Linked DNA regions of Mus musculus: region 1 is linked to region 2. Evidence: chromatin contacts called from public HiChIP or PLAC-seq data. All regions are on one chromosome and are shown on one strand. Each heading gives the region's core, a stretch centred on a gene start, on an enhancer-like site or on the middle of the called end of the contact. The rest is flanking DNA. Distances are from core to core; before and after follow the strand shown. Region 1 holds the start of Tfam (transcription factor A, mitochondrial). Region 2 holds the start of Arid5b (AT rich interactive domain 5B (MRF1-like)).

What was found. HiChIP or PLAC-seq counts read pairs in DNA pulled down with a chosen protein or histone mark.
Region 1: a contact with region 2 is called in an H3K27ac HiChIP or PLAC-seq map of large pre-B cells, with 3 times the contacts expected there. The contact joins the promoter of Tfam here to the promoter of Arid5b in region 2. A contact is called at or near these places in 1 of 39 promoter capture datasets (embryonic stem cells) and 1 of 115 datasets of contacts at active chromatin or transcription factors (large pre-B cells).

What each region holds. Positions count from the first base shown.
Region 1 is chr10:71,232,130-71,239,539 of GRCm38.p6, reverse strand. Tfam (transcription factor A, mitochondrial) reads left to right here and starts at 1,496. Exons shown (of 7, transcript NM_009360.4): 1 at 1,496-1,700; 2 at 2,509-2,624; 3 at 3,927-3,997; 4 at 4,526-4,675; 5 at 6,088-6,183. The coding sequence starts at 1,600.
Region 2 is chr10:68,276,673-68,283,417 of GRCm38.p6, reverse strand. Arid5b (AT rich interactive domain 5B (MRF1-like)) reads left to right here and starts at 4,692. Exons shown (of 10, transcript NM_023598.2): 1 at 4,692-4,728; 2 at 5,234-5,488. The coding sequence starts at 4,708.

The sequences.
Region 1 (7,410 bases), core at 247-2,746, 3.0 Mb before region 2:
CCTGGAACTTGTATATAGAGCAAACTCTCAATCACAGATCTCTACCCACTTCTTACCTCCAGAGTGATTGGAGTGAAAGCATTCACCTCTGAGCCTGATGGATGACATAGTTATTTTTAAATGTTATTTATTTATTTTACCTTTGAAACAAAGTCTCTAGCCTGACTGACCTGGAATTTACTTTGTAGGCAAGGATAACCCTGCACTTGTGGTCCTGCCTCAGCTTCCCAAGTTCTGGAACTAGAGGCTTAAGACACCATGCCTGCTCTATGTGAGGATCCTGGCTTATGGGGGGGATCTAAGCCAACGGCTTTCTGTGCATCCTGGCAGGCATCCCTACCAGTTAAGCCACATTCCCAGACCTTAAGCAACATATTTTAACAGATTGAAGCCCTTGACCATTTTTAGATCTTCCTAATCTTTTCCATGCCATTGAATTAAAAAAAAAAAAAAAACCAACCAAACAAACAAAAATTGAGTTTTTTGTAGGACACAAACTGTACACTACCTCAAGTCCATCCTGGTCCCACAATTTCAGTGGTTTGGCTGGCTAAGCTCATCTAGTCCACGTGATCTGCAAAGTGGGAAACAATATTCAGGGCTCTGGCATGCCCTGCTCAGGTATTAATATAAGAATATTTTTGCTATCGCTTCTCAGCCTTTTGGAGAAGATCAAGTGAAGAATATTCTTGCTTTGTTGCTATTATGAGGGCTAGTTGTTTGGGTTTTTGTTTTGAGGCAGGGTCTCATGTAGTTTTGAACTTGCTATGTAGCAGGGGATGAATTTGAATGCCTGCCTCCGCCTCCCAAGGGCTGGGATTACAGGCCTGCACCATCAAGCTGGGTTCAGTTTATTAATTTTTTTTTCGTGACACATTTCCTTTTGTGTACATGTTTGTGTGTGTGTGTATGTCAAAGTCAGAGGGCAACTTGTTTGAGTTGGTTCTCTCTTTTAATCATGTAGGTCTTGGGGATAGAACTCAGCTTGCCAGGCTCTGGGCCATCTTGGGAACCCTCATTCCTTTCTATTAATTGTTAAAGAGAAGATAAATAAGGCGATCCATTTCAAGACCACTCCTCCCTCTCTTCCACCCCTCCAGTAGCCTTGTGGGCTTTCCTGCGGACTCATGAAACATGCAGTTTGCTGTTGGGGCATCAGCAGTACCACGGATCTCTAACTTCAGTAGCCAGGCACTGTGACACAAGCCGCAGCACCAGCGTCACGAAGCTCAGTAGGCAGCCCAGGCCCATGGTCCAGCAACAGCACGCAGGCAGCCCAGGAGAACACATGGCAGGGGCCTGGGGGTAAGCCGCCGCTCAGCAACACCCACCTTAGACCAGGCCCACCCTCCCTAGCCTCAGGCTCCGCCCCCTCCTCGGCCCGGCCCCGCCCACTGAGCGGTGGGGGACGCACAGCACCTCCTGTCCTCCCCGCCTCCTGCCGCGGACCGGAAGTCCGGGCTTCCCACAGTACCCCGCGCGCGGCGGGCATGATAACAAGCCCCCGGAGTTCCCACGCTGGTAGTGTGGCAGTCCATAGGCACCGTATTGCGTGAGACGAACCGGACGGCGCCGGGCCATCATTCGTCGGCCCGAGCGATGGCGCTGTTCCGGGGAATGTGGAGCGTGCTAAAAGCACTGGGGCGCACGGGGGTCGAGATGTGCGCGGGCTGCGGGGGTCGCATCCCCTCGTCTATCAGGTAGGCCGCGGGCGAGGGACGCCGTTCGTTCAGGCGTCCGTCTGCCCTCGTCCCACCCTCGTCCTCCGGGCCGCCTGGGGTCTCGCGCCTTTTGGTACCCGACCCCACTTCCTGTCACCTTCTACCTTTCGGCGCCTAGGGCGCTCTCCTTCTGCCTTGGAGGCGGGCCCTGAAGTTGTGGCGCGGAACGCTCGCCCGGACGCTGCCAGGAGGTCACCCAGGATGCCACGACTTGTTTTAGCCCTGCAGGCCCCTCTTTGGTTTGGCTAGGTCACCCATGATGCTAGGACTTGCTTCACCCCTCTTTGGTTTGGCTAGGTCACCCAAACCTGCCCTGTTTGCAAGCCTCAGCCCTGCAACCTCTTTTATTTTTTTGCTTAGGGTAGGTTGTTAAAGTAAGTCGGTTATGGAGCTTATACAGCTGAAGCCCCTTGCGTTTAATTGAATTCTTAGCACAGCAGAGGGAAGGGAAATGCACTCAAAGGTTATTACGATTATATATTTTTTTGGTTGATTGGTTGACTTTTTTTTTTTTTTTAATTTAAAAGATTGGGTCTCTCTGCATAGCCCTGGCTGTCCTAGAACTCCTTTTGTAGACTAGGCTGTCATTGACTTAACAGAGATCCACCTGCTCTGCCACTAGAATGTTGGGATTAAAGGCCTGTGCCACAACTGCTGGGCTAGTTATTAGCATTTTAGGTGGAGGTGTTGGATGTACAGCACCTTGGCTGACTTTGTACTTAGAATCTGAGATCTGTGTATGACTGTTACACGTATCTGACATTCCGTTCTTTTTACTTGTGTGTAGTCTTGTCTGTATTCCGAAGTGTTTTTCCAGCATGGGTAGCTATCCAAAGAAACCTATGAGTTCATACCTTCGATTTTCCACAGAACAGCTACCCAAATTTAAAGCTAAACACCCAGGTAAGGAGTTTGGGGCTTATGATCTTCTCTGATATGATTTTTTTTTTAATTGCAATCTTTGATTTGCATTACCAGAGCATCTAGTACAGTCATTTTCTTTGGTAGTCTGTATAAGTTTTTTTTTAACTAATAGAAGTTCTTTAAATATAAATGAGAAAAATAGTTTTAAAATAAGATGTAGAGGGCAGGAGAGATGGCTCAGTGGATAAGAGCACTGACTCTTCCAGAGGTCCTGAGTTCAGTTCCCAGCAACCACATGGTGGCTCACAACCATCTGTAATGGGATCCTATGCCCTCTTCTGGTGTGTCTGGAGACGGCCACTGTGTACTCATATACATAAAATGAGTAAATCTTAAAAAAAAAAACCAAAAAAACCAAAAAACCAAAAGCATGTAGAGTGAAGAGCACTGTAGAGAAAAGAGATAAAGTTGAGGCCTAGTTGTCCTGGGCAGTTGCTTGTTTGTAATGTCTAAGGTGCAATAAAATAACTTATCGGGAAGTGTTCTATATAATACAATAATGGTCTGTATAAATCATTAACTTAACTGGAAATTATCTAAGCTCCTGAAGGTGGGAAAAAGATCTACAACTAGAAAAGTTTTCCAGGAAGCCTAAGAAAGGGTTGTAGGGCCTTCATTTGATTATACGGTGTAAAGGTAGTAGCTGATTAATAAGTCAGTCCTTAGGATTTCCAAAGTTCTTTTACTTCCAGTACCTCGAAGGATGCTAGTGGAAATCAGACTGAAATTCTTACCTTGTAGATAGGAGATGAAGAGACATGCTTATAGGAATTCCCCTGTCTTCTCAAATGGAAGACTTGGCACTAACACATGGTTGATGAAGCAGCTGTATCCTCAGTTAAGAATGAGGGAGAAATGGAGATGGGTGGATTATTTTTTACAGCAGTGTTATATCTGAATGGTACTTCTGTAATTGGAGTGCGAAGTGCTATTGTGTGAGCAGCACATGTTTGTGGTTTGTTTGGGTTTTACTAACAGTAAAGACATGACAGAATATTTGAATTAAAATGCAGACATCCTGAACTTGAAGCAGGTGCTTCCCCAAGTGCTTATTTTACTCTAGCAGTGGGTTTCCAAGGACTGGTTTTGGTAATCTACAACATACTCCTTAAAGCTAATATCAGTTTTCTAGCATTTCCTGATAAAATTATATTTGTATGGTGTAGAGATGCATGTAATTAGTCTGCCTTTAGAGCCACTAGGCTATTTTCAAAAGGTTGTAGAAGTTAACCTCTAAGAAATAAAATTGAGACATCCATTTTTAATCCATTCTATTTGTAGATGCAAAACTTTCAGAATTGGTTAGGAAAATTGCAGCCCTGTGGAGGGAGCTACCAGAAGCAGAAAAAAAGGTAAGCGTTCCTGTTGTCAGCTTCCTGACAGTTGTGTAGATAGGGTGTGTGTTTGCTCAGTGGACAGGCAGGGTTTCTGCATGTGCTCATAGCTTGCTAGCTGAGTGGGCTGATTGGCCAGCAAGCTCCAGGGGCCCACCCGTGTCTGCCCCTCCCCGCCCCCCATTATGAGGGTCTTAGACCCTGAGCATTCGCAGGCCTTTACTCACTGAGCCATCTTCTCAGTATCACCTCCCCTCTTAGCGGTCCTGTCCACACAGGTAATCTCTCCTTTTTGTTTCGTAAGTGATGATTTGGATGGGCAGAGTGCAGGTGAGTGGTTGACAGTGGTCAGGAATGAAGGCCAGTTGCTGTCCTCGCATCTTGATTATTAGCAAGCAGTGAAAAAATACATCTGAGAGCACATCTGTCTTCGCCTGGCTGGTCATCTCCCTTTATCTGAGTCCAGTTGTCCTTCCCTGACATGTGATGGGTTGAGCTCGCCCGCAGCACCAGTTCATTGATTTTGATTTGAGGTTTTCATCACAGGTTTATGAAGCTGATTTTAAAGCTGAGTGGAAAGCATACAAAGAAGCTGTGAGCAAGTATAAAGAGCAGCTAACTCCAAGTCAGCTGATGGGTATGGAGAAGGAGGCCCGGCAGAGACGGTTAAAAAAGAAAGCACTGGTAAAGAGAAGAGTGAGTATCACCGAGACACTGCCGGGGAGAAGAGTCAGCATGGCCGAGAGTCCGGGCCAGTTCCCCTGTGTCAGACCTCGGTTAGGCCAGACCTTCCAGAGGGACGGTCATGTTTGATTGTCTGGAGGGGATCAGGATTTTAAAGGTCCTAATTCCTTCATTAGCACATCAGAGGAAAAATGTCACTTACCTTGAGATAGATAGGATCATATTTTCTTCTAAAGAAATAACTATTAAAACATCTGCATTGTTAACTTTTTTTTATTTTTCAACTCGTGTTAATTTTACTTCAAGGCCACTGTTTGATTTCATTCAGGCTACATTTTTCTTTAGGAATTCTCTTACAGTTTCTGTGTCAAACCCATGCAGATAAGACCTTAGACATTTAATACCCTTGGTCTCCTAATGCCTCCTGGATCCCCCTCCCATTTATTTTTTAAGTAAGTGTGTGTGTGTGTGTGTGTGTGTGTGTGTGCGCGCGCGCGCGATGGGGGCAGGGGTACCAGTGTGGAGCTCAGAGGATAATTTTGTGGAGTTCATTCTGTCCTTTGACCCTTGCTGGGGTTATGCAATACAGACCTTTATTTGCTGTGCCATCTCACCTAAGTACTTTGTCAATTCAGACACTGCTATGACTCTCTCCAAGTACAGAAAATAGATAGGAAAGTGCAGTGTAGTGTGTATCACAGTACATATGGGACCTGTCATAAGAGATGCTCTTTGCCCGTCCCATAGTTCCCCTTCTTGGTAGCTGGCAGGAGTCGAACACATCTTTTAAATTTTAAATGCTTGAGCCATGCAAGGGAGGAATGAGATAAGGTTATTAAAACAAATCGTCCCATATTTATCAGGTTCAGAGTGGGCATGTTGGGCCAATATGAGGATGCCCTGAAAGGATGAAATGGGTTTTTTAAATTGCTACAGTTCAGCCGGGCGTGGTGGCGCACGCCTTTAATCCCAGCACTCGGGAGGCAGAGGTAGGCGGATTTCTGAGTTCGAGGCCAGCCTGGTCTACAGAGTGAGTTCCAGGACAGCCAGGGCTACACAGAGAAACCCTGTCTCAAAAAAACAAAAACCAAGCTACAGTTCAGTTCATGAACGCTGTAGAAATAACATGTCAAGGAAAAACCTTTCTGTATGGAACAATAACTTACCATATTAGCTTTTTAAGACGTTATGCTTGACAAAGTTTGACTTCCAAGGTGTGACAAGCATACTTCATTTACAAATCCCACCGTGCTGGGTGTGGTGGTGCGTGCTGTGCATCTGCACTGGGAAGTGGAGGGAAGAGGCTGGCTACAAAGTGGCGGAAAACACAACAGAATCTAGTGTTGGATTCTGTCATGCATTGTTTCTTTAAATAGTATTCGGCTTCCTGGTAACTGTATCTGACACTAATTTTTGTTACTCAGGAATTAATTTTGCTTGGAAAACCAAAAAGACCTCGTTCAGCATATAACATTTATGTATCTGAAAGCTTCCAGGAGGCAAAGGATGATTCGGCTCAGGTAAGCAGAGTTGCAGGTGGCCCTCAGGTTTGTGTGTATTTTAGTTTAAAGTCCTGTAGGAAGTTGTAGGTCTGTCTCATGTCGCATGATGAAGGAAAATCGCAAATGGAAATGTATTGTGTCTCTTTCCTTGGAGCTGGGTATGTAGTTCACGGCAGAACCAGCTTAGTGTGCATGGTGCCTTGGCTTGATTCCCAGCTCTGGAAAAGACAGAAGTCCTGTTGCTATCACATGCAGTTAGGTGTGTGTTGCCATACTTTGCCATATACACTTTGTGGGTACACACTGGGACAACTTCAAAGTATTTCTAATTCAGTCATCCTTCTGTTTTCATGGTGCACACAGACACAGAACTCTATGTAATATAAACTCTTTACTCTTATGAGAGAGAACATTTTCTACACTGTGAGGTGTTAGAAGCTTTACTCTAGCAGCTTTTAAGTGTCAGCATCTCTGGAAAGAATGAGCTTCAGGTTGTTTTGTTTTGTTCTGGGGTTGGGTATGACTTATGCCTTCTTCTTCATTCCTTGTTACACCTGTGCCACAGGACTGTGCTGTGCATGGAGATGTGCTCACAAGAATGTGGGGACTCAAAGTGTGTCCATCTCCCCTCACAAGCCACAATAGCAGCTGTGTTTCCCTTGTATAAAGTGCTGTCTTAAGGAAGTACAGGTGTCCAGATCGCTCAGCAGGCATTGATTGAGCTTGTCGGGCATACACCGGAGTTTACTAGATCTGTCTGTCATTCCCAAGTCCTGTGTCCTTGCACTTACGTGTAGCATATATTTAATGGGTATGTGTAAAGCATGATTCTTCTCAGGCTCGCACTGGATATTTAATTGCTTTTCTTTGGGATTTTAAAATCTTACTCATTTTACCAAATATATATATATATTTTTTTTTAATGTTAATCTTAGAATCTACATGTCAGCCTTTGGCTGTGTCACCAGTATCATCTCAGACAAGAATGAAAATGATCATTTGTCATAGTACCCTCTCTCACCGAAATGAGCTAAGAAGTGTTCTGAAATTTGTTACAATGTTATGAGCCAGGCATGCTGATATACCTGAAGTTCCAGCGTTGTAGTAACAGGCTGGAGGATCAGGAGTTTGAGGTCATCCTTGGCAAGTTTAGGCCAGGCATAAGACTGCCTCACAGCAGAGAAGTACTTATATATTTCTTTTTTTTTTTTAAAGATTTATTTATTATTATATGTAAGTACACTG
Region 2 (6,745 bases), core at 3,443-5,942:
CCTGGTTCAGGGCTAGTATCCCACGCCCACCCCAGCCCTGAAGACCGCTGCTGCAGCCAGGAATCCCACATTTAAGGTGTAGCTCAACCTTTGACCACTAGAGGTCTCCGGGAAAGCACTGACCCGTATAACCCTGTTTATCATCCTAACTGTAGACTTGTTGCACAGCCCGGCGAGCCCGCTCTGCTGGAGGCTGCCTTCTGACGGTCGCCAACCAGCCCTGGCTCGCCGTGGCGCCAGCCTAGCAGGGGGATGGGCCAGGCGGTGGCTGACCATCACACCGGGCTGACTTTTAAAGTCACGACTCAGTCCACACTGTCTAGGGGTTACCTCTGGATCCCCACTTCTTGGCTAATCAAGTGAGGGGAGAACCCCAGGTGGGCAGCTGGAACCCCTCTGACTGGTCACCCTGCCCAACACTCACTAGCCAAGGTCTGGGCTTTCTGAGTGACCTGGCATCAGCAGGCCGAGATCCACCTCCCTGTTTTGCCCCGCTCCCCACCCCTTTCCCAGTGCTCCCCACACTCCTCTTTCGCCCACCCCCTGCCCTGTGGAAGGTCATTGGGGTTCCATTCACCGCCCCTGTTTTCATCAGCGTGGGAGGTTTCTAAAAAATAGTGTCGTCTAGCTGTAAGAGAGAGAGAGCGCGAGAAGAAAAAAAAAAAAAAATGGAGGAGGTGGGGGCGCGGAGGGGGAGCCAGAAAGGAAATAGCCAGGTTGAGTTCCCAGTTTTTATCAAGCAATTCGCTCACCAATGAAAGCAAGCTGCAGTGGCAGATTTGAGCCACACGCGGTAGTGTGTAGCAATTAGTAGATAAAATGCTGACTAAAGTGCTAAAACATGAAGTATTATTGTAGCCAAGGTCAAAAAATGCTTCAGTTGCCTTTTGCAATTTTTTGGTGGGGGGGGAAGAGGGGAGGGGAGGCCCTGAGGTGAGTGGAGAGATGGGAGGTTTCGAAATGGACGCCTTCTTTCTTCAAACTGTACTTTTTTTTTTTATGATCCTGTTTATTATAGCCCGAGCTGCCTAATTATGTCACTGCTGGGTTTTGCAGCTAACTTAATCCTCCTGATCCTTTATGGAACGATTCACACACACCGAATAATGTGTCTCCCCCACCCCACCCCCAAGCCCCTTGAGGCCCAGGGTGTGTGTGTGTGTGTGTGTGTGTGTGTGTATACTAATTTTTAAACCTTTTAAATATATTAGGTAACAGTTCAATTGGGAGCTCATAAGGCAGCAGGAATATACATGTGTGGGTGGAGGTTACTGAGTTTCAGTACAAGGGAAAAAAAGAAATATTGGTTCGTGTAAACATACACTGCTCTACCCTCCTCCTCCTCTTCTCAGACCCAGTCAGTCCCCACTACAAGCCTTTTTATAGATAAATAGAGCAGTTGCTTTCATGATTATAACTGTCTTGAATGGATTGTCTTCTTACAGCATTCAATCTGTTTATGAGTATTTACTTTACATTAGCCCAGGGACCCTGCGCTGCTGGAGTTTGCCTCTATTCCCCTGGGTGTCGGTGTCTCAAGTCTTACATCTGCTCTGTGATTGATGGAGCCTGAATCCACGTTATTACTCTCTCACAAGCAGAAATCAAACAGGCTATTAACTACATTACTTCAAAGAACTGTTTCAATACAATCTCCTTATCTTAATTGAAACTTTCTTTGTATGGATAGTTGCTACACAGATAATTTACAGGTGTCTATCAAACATCACATTAAAGAGGTAAGAACAGATTTTTTTTGAGGTGGGGGGGGCACTAACACAGTGATCTGTGATTTTAAAGGCCTTTCTCAGTATCGGATAGGCCATTGATTTAGTAGATTTATGATGTTCATGGGAGTGGGGTTCGAGGTACTGGAGGAAGAGGGGGAGAAATTCAGTTTGAAGGTTTAGCAGGGATCTGATTATAAAAATGCAAATATTCAGAAATATTCAGAGCTGGGTTTGGAAGACCTTATCAGGGAGATTAAAGCAGCGCAGCCTAGTGTAGTGCCTACCTTCAAGAGACATAGAAGAAGGGTTCTAATTAGGTGAAGTCATTTACAGACACTTAAAGACTACCCAAGTTGCTCAAATGCTGTGGAAAGCTGTGTGTTTTTTAAGAGAGGTTTAATACACAATCCAGGGATGCCCTCAGGCACTGTGTCGAGGTTTCCTGCATAAATGCAGCCGCCTTGGTCAGGCAGGAAACTGACTCATAGATGATCTCAAAGAAAAATCTTGTCAAAATACAGCAACTCAAGTTTTTTTAATATATCATCTTTTGAATTGAATGTATATATTTACACTAACAGGACAGAGGCTACCAGAAGCCCGAGGCAGCTCATGAATATTTTTTTTAAATATGTAAAATGCCCTTCAGTCAAATCCATTCATATGTTAAAAATGAACAAAATGGGTTATTCTAATCAAACGTCTGCAGCGTGCACCATAAAGTTAAAAAGAGAGGGCGAAAGGGCTGTAATTTCTCTCTCTAACCCATGTTTATGAAATGGTAAGATCAGATGAAATTTCAAGGAAGATAATTAAGGAGTGATGTGCAGGTCATAATTTGGCTAATGCAAAAGATGGAAGACTGTAAATTGGTACACTGTCCTCCCCCACGGTGCAGAGTTGGAATATTACTTTAAATTATTAAAATAGCTTTTCGACAGCTTCCAGAATACGGGCTTTTTGGCATGGGCTTTTATTACTTATTGTAATTGGAGGATCTGCCATTTTCTTTCGTTTATCTCTGTGTATATAGAAACAAGATACATCTTGCCTTTTTTATGACTTCTCCATGTTCTGAATCAAAAAAATGTGTTTTAGATAATGTTAAGCGCCCTAATTCTTACTGCAGCGGAGGCAGACGTTATGGAAAAAAAGCGTCAAAACACACACAGAGGGTCCTTCCACCGCCAGATCACCGAAGATGAGGCGTTTGTGCTCTGCTGGGTGTATTAACTTCAGCCATGTGAATATAATTTTCATTAAAGTAATCCTGTCTCAACTCGATGCTGCGGGTAGAGGTGAAACGTTGCGAAAGCGTTAAAAATAGCTTGCTAGTAATTTCAACATCCTGTAATTTTATCGCGGATCGAGTTTCAACTGTCGTACTATACAAACCTTATCCCCCATATAGTACATGTTTACTTTTTTAGCCTGCCAGACCCACTCTGGAAAGATTGGTGCCAATATAATAAAATCGCTGGGGGGTTGGGGAGGGGTGCTGGAAAGAGTGGGAGGAGAGCCGGGAAGGGGTGGAGGAAGCGAGTACACCATTTTACATCAATGCTGCGAAAATGCAAGCGAGCCAGGCGGAGGACCGGCAGCTGGGTCGCAGCGAGCGAGGGTTTTGCAGTCCCTGCCTGTTCCTTGTTCTGTGGCTCTTAAGTTTCTCTGTTTGCATAATAGCCGTGCATGCAAACCGCGCAATGCTCCAGGGCTCCAGAACAATAAATATACACATTTAAAACCTTTATTGTCTTACGTTGTGTTAACCACCCCCCACCTCCGTTTCCAACAGCTTAATTTCTGATGGTATTTAACTAGTTTGCAAATGGATTATTTTTTTCAGTTTCAAACTATTACCGAGAAAGCTCCCCCTCCCTTTTGGGAGGAGGGGGGCACGGGAAGGATTGGGGGTGGGGTAGAAGTCGGTATATTATTCCTGTAGCGCCGGGTTATATAAACACATTATCATTTGAGAGAGCCCTTGGCGTCCATCAGCATTGTAAACACGTACGAGTGTATATACTTCAAAATTAAAGAATGCACACGCAGAACCCAGAGCCCGAATTCATATTCCGAGCAGACTCGCGGCTCGCATGTATTGATTTATCATGCATGGTTTATTGTTCCTCTCCCTAAATGTAGTTGCTGTCCGTTCAATATTGTTGCAAAATCACGAGACGTGTGTGTACTGCTCACTTGTCTTTCTGCTCTTCTTCTTCCTTTTTTTCCCCCCTGCTGAGTATTTTTTTTTTGCGAAGCGAACAAATGCATTAATATTTATATGTTTATATAATCGATAACCCACTTTTCCCTTCCGTGTAAATAGGCATCAGAAGATAATTTAACAGATTAGTTCTCTCAAACATGGCAGTGAGGAAACGTAATTTAACTATCAAACAAATCTACATGTCTAATAACAGCAAATCTGCTAAGGAGCATTAGAAAGAGGAGCGGCGCCCCGGAATCTCTGCAGGAAATGTTCTTTATATTAGACATATACAAGCAGGTCCTGTCAGATGCACAACGCAGCTCGAGAGACTTGGTCTGCTCCAAAAATCTCAACCGACGTTACCCACAGACACGAGGAACTGAGAAGAGAAAGATACCCTCATTACTTGGTTTTAGGATGGGTTTCAATTTTTTTTTACATCTTCCTGTCTGCTTTTTGCCTTGATCCATTCTCTTCCCGCCGAGGTCGGACTTAGCCCTTCTCCCTATTTCGAATTTGATCAACCCATCTTTGGCAGCAAACCCACATCTTTTTTACAGGAGATGAAAATTGAGTCTTCGAGGAAATATTAGGATATATTTTCAATCATTTTGGTGCTGAGGGGGAGGCTAGAGCTTAGTTTTATATTGAGACATCACGCCGGCTGCAAGCAGAGAATGCTTTCCCCTGCCAGGACCTGATGCAATCCATTCAAGCCAACAAGTTTGGAGAGAATGTTGAGTTCAATCAATTCAGAACGTCGAGATGGAGCCCAACTCACTCCAGGTATTTCGCTCTCCTCCGCTCCTGCGGTCCCGGCGCCCCCCGGCACCCCCCAGCCCCCCAGCTCACCCACCCCCTCACACCCCCTCACACCCCCCACAAACTTTTTACCAAACTTTTACCCTCTGCATCCCCCCAAAATCATTTTTATTGTTTTTTTTAAAAATCCCTGCGCTGATCATACCTACATAATGTAATTTTATCGCCTCATATGGGGAACTGGGGAGGGGTGGTGGGGACCCGGAGGGCTTTTTTTTTCTTTTCTTTTCTTTCTTTCTTTCTTTTCTTTTCTTTTTCTTTCTTTCTTTTTTTTTTTTTAAGGGAGGCAGAAAATTAGTGGGTTTTGTAATATTTTTTCACCCAGCGTTCTATCTGTGGGCCGGTCTGTATTGAGAGTCTTGTGTGTTAATGTGCCTGGGAATAGATATTTGTGCTTGATGGCTACATTATTTACGTGGTGCTTTTTTTTTTCTCTCTCTCTCTCTCCCTCTCTCTCCCCCTCCTGCAGTGGGTCGGCTCACCGTGTGGCTTGCACGGACCTTATATTTTTTATAAGGCTTTTCAATTCCACCTTGAAGGCAAACCAAGAATCTTGTCCCTTGGCGACTTTTTCTTTGTAAGATGTACGCCAAAGGATCCGATTTGCATAGCGGAGCTCCAGCTGTTGTGGGAAGAAAGGACCAGCCGGCAACTTTTATCCAGCTCGAAACTTTATTTCCTCCCCGAAGACACTCCCCAGGGCAGAAATAGCGACCATGGCGAGGTGGTAAACCTATCTCTCCCTCTCTTCCTTCTTTATTATCTACCCCCCCCCTCCAGTAATGCGTATTATAAGGCAAGCTTGAAAATACTGTATTCAGTTCTGCGGTGAGCAGGATCCGCTCGTTTTTTAAAGGGGTAGCGCCACTAACTGGGGCTGGAGTATTTTACCATTGTCAGAGTTTGGCTGTCAGCTTTACAAAGACCGTCCAACTGCTGATTTTAGTCAAGATCAAATAACTTGTCAAGAAGGGTTTTGTTCCAGGGTGTGTGTGTGTGTGTGTGTGTGTGTGTGTGTGTGTGTGTGTGTGTTCGTTTAGCTACCTCTTCTTGAAGATTAATATCTCATGCTTTAATATACATATTTTAATGTACATATTTTTTGCTTTTTAATTTTTTTAATTTTTTTACTTCATGCCTGGCTCCTGGGCTGGGTAGCTTTCTTTTAGTGGGTTTTGATATTGTTCACGTTTTTTTTTTTTCTTTTAAGTATTTGATATGTTTAAGAGGGCGGAAATTACGAAACGGAGGCAGAATGAGATCAAAAGCAATTGAGTTGGCAAAGGCGTGTTGACTGAAGTGATAAATGACAGGTACTGGGATAATACATTCAAATAACTTGCGCATCTGCCCGGGCGGATTTCAAAGCGGTCGTGTAACCGGCACAAACACGTTCGGCATTAAGAACTATCTCGCGCCCACTCCCCCTCCTCCCGGAGCCATTTGATGTTCTGGTTTCCAGTGACTCCACGCGAAGTGGACGTCTTCCAGTAGGGTGTGGGGCTGGGTGCAGGGGCCTCTGCGGTGAGGTGCGAGTCTGTGCGCGGGATGGACGCGGGGAGGACCCTGCGGCGCCGCCACCAGGCCACCTCCCTCGGGCTCTGTCACTGCGGGTGTGACCGCACCTCTATGGGCTCCCCGGGTCCGAGGGCCGAGCTTGGTGGAGTGATCGTTACCCCCCTACACACACACACTCACACACACACACACACACACACACACACACACACACACACACACACACACACGGGAACTATTTTGGGGAGTCTGCGCCCAGGGCGCGGTGGGAGGGAGGGCGCACGGCCCCCTGGCCAGGCTTTGTGTCTCCCGAGACAGAGCAGGGTGATCAGACTGAGACTTTTGAGGGCAGCTAGCTCGGCGCCAGGCTCGCGAGCTTTCGAGGTAGGTCTGTTGTTAAATGAATGGTTCGGTGCTGAACTCCTCCGGGGCCCTGGAGCTGCCAGCCCAGGCAGAAATTCCT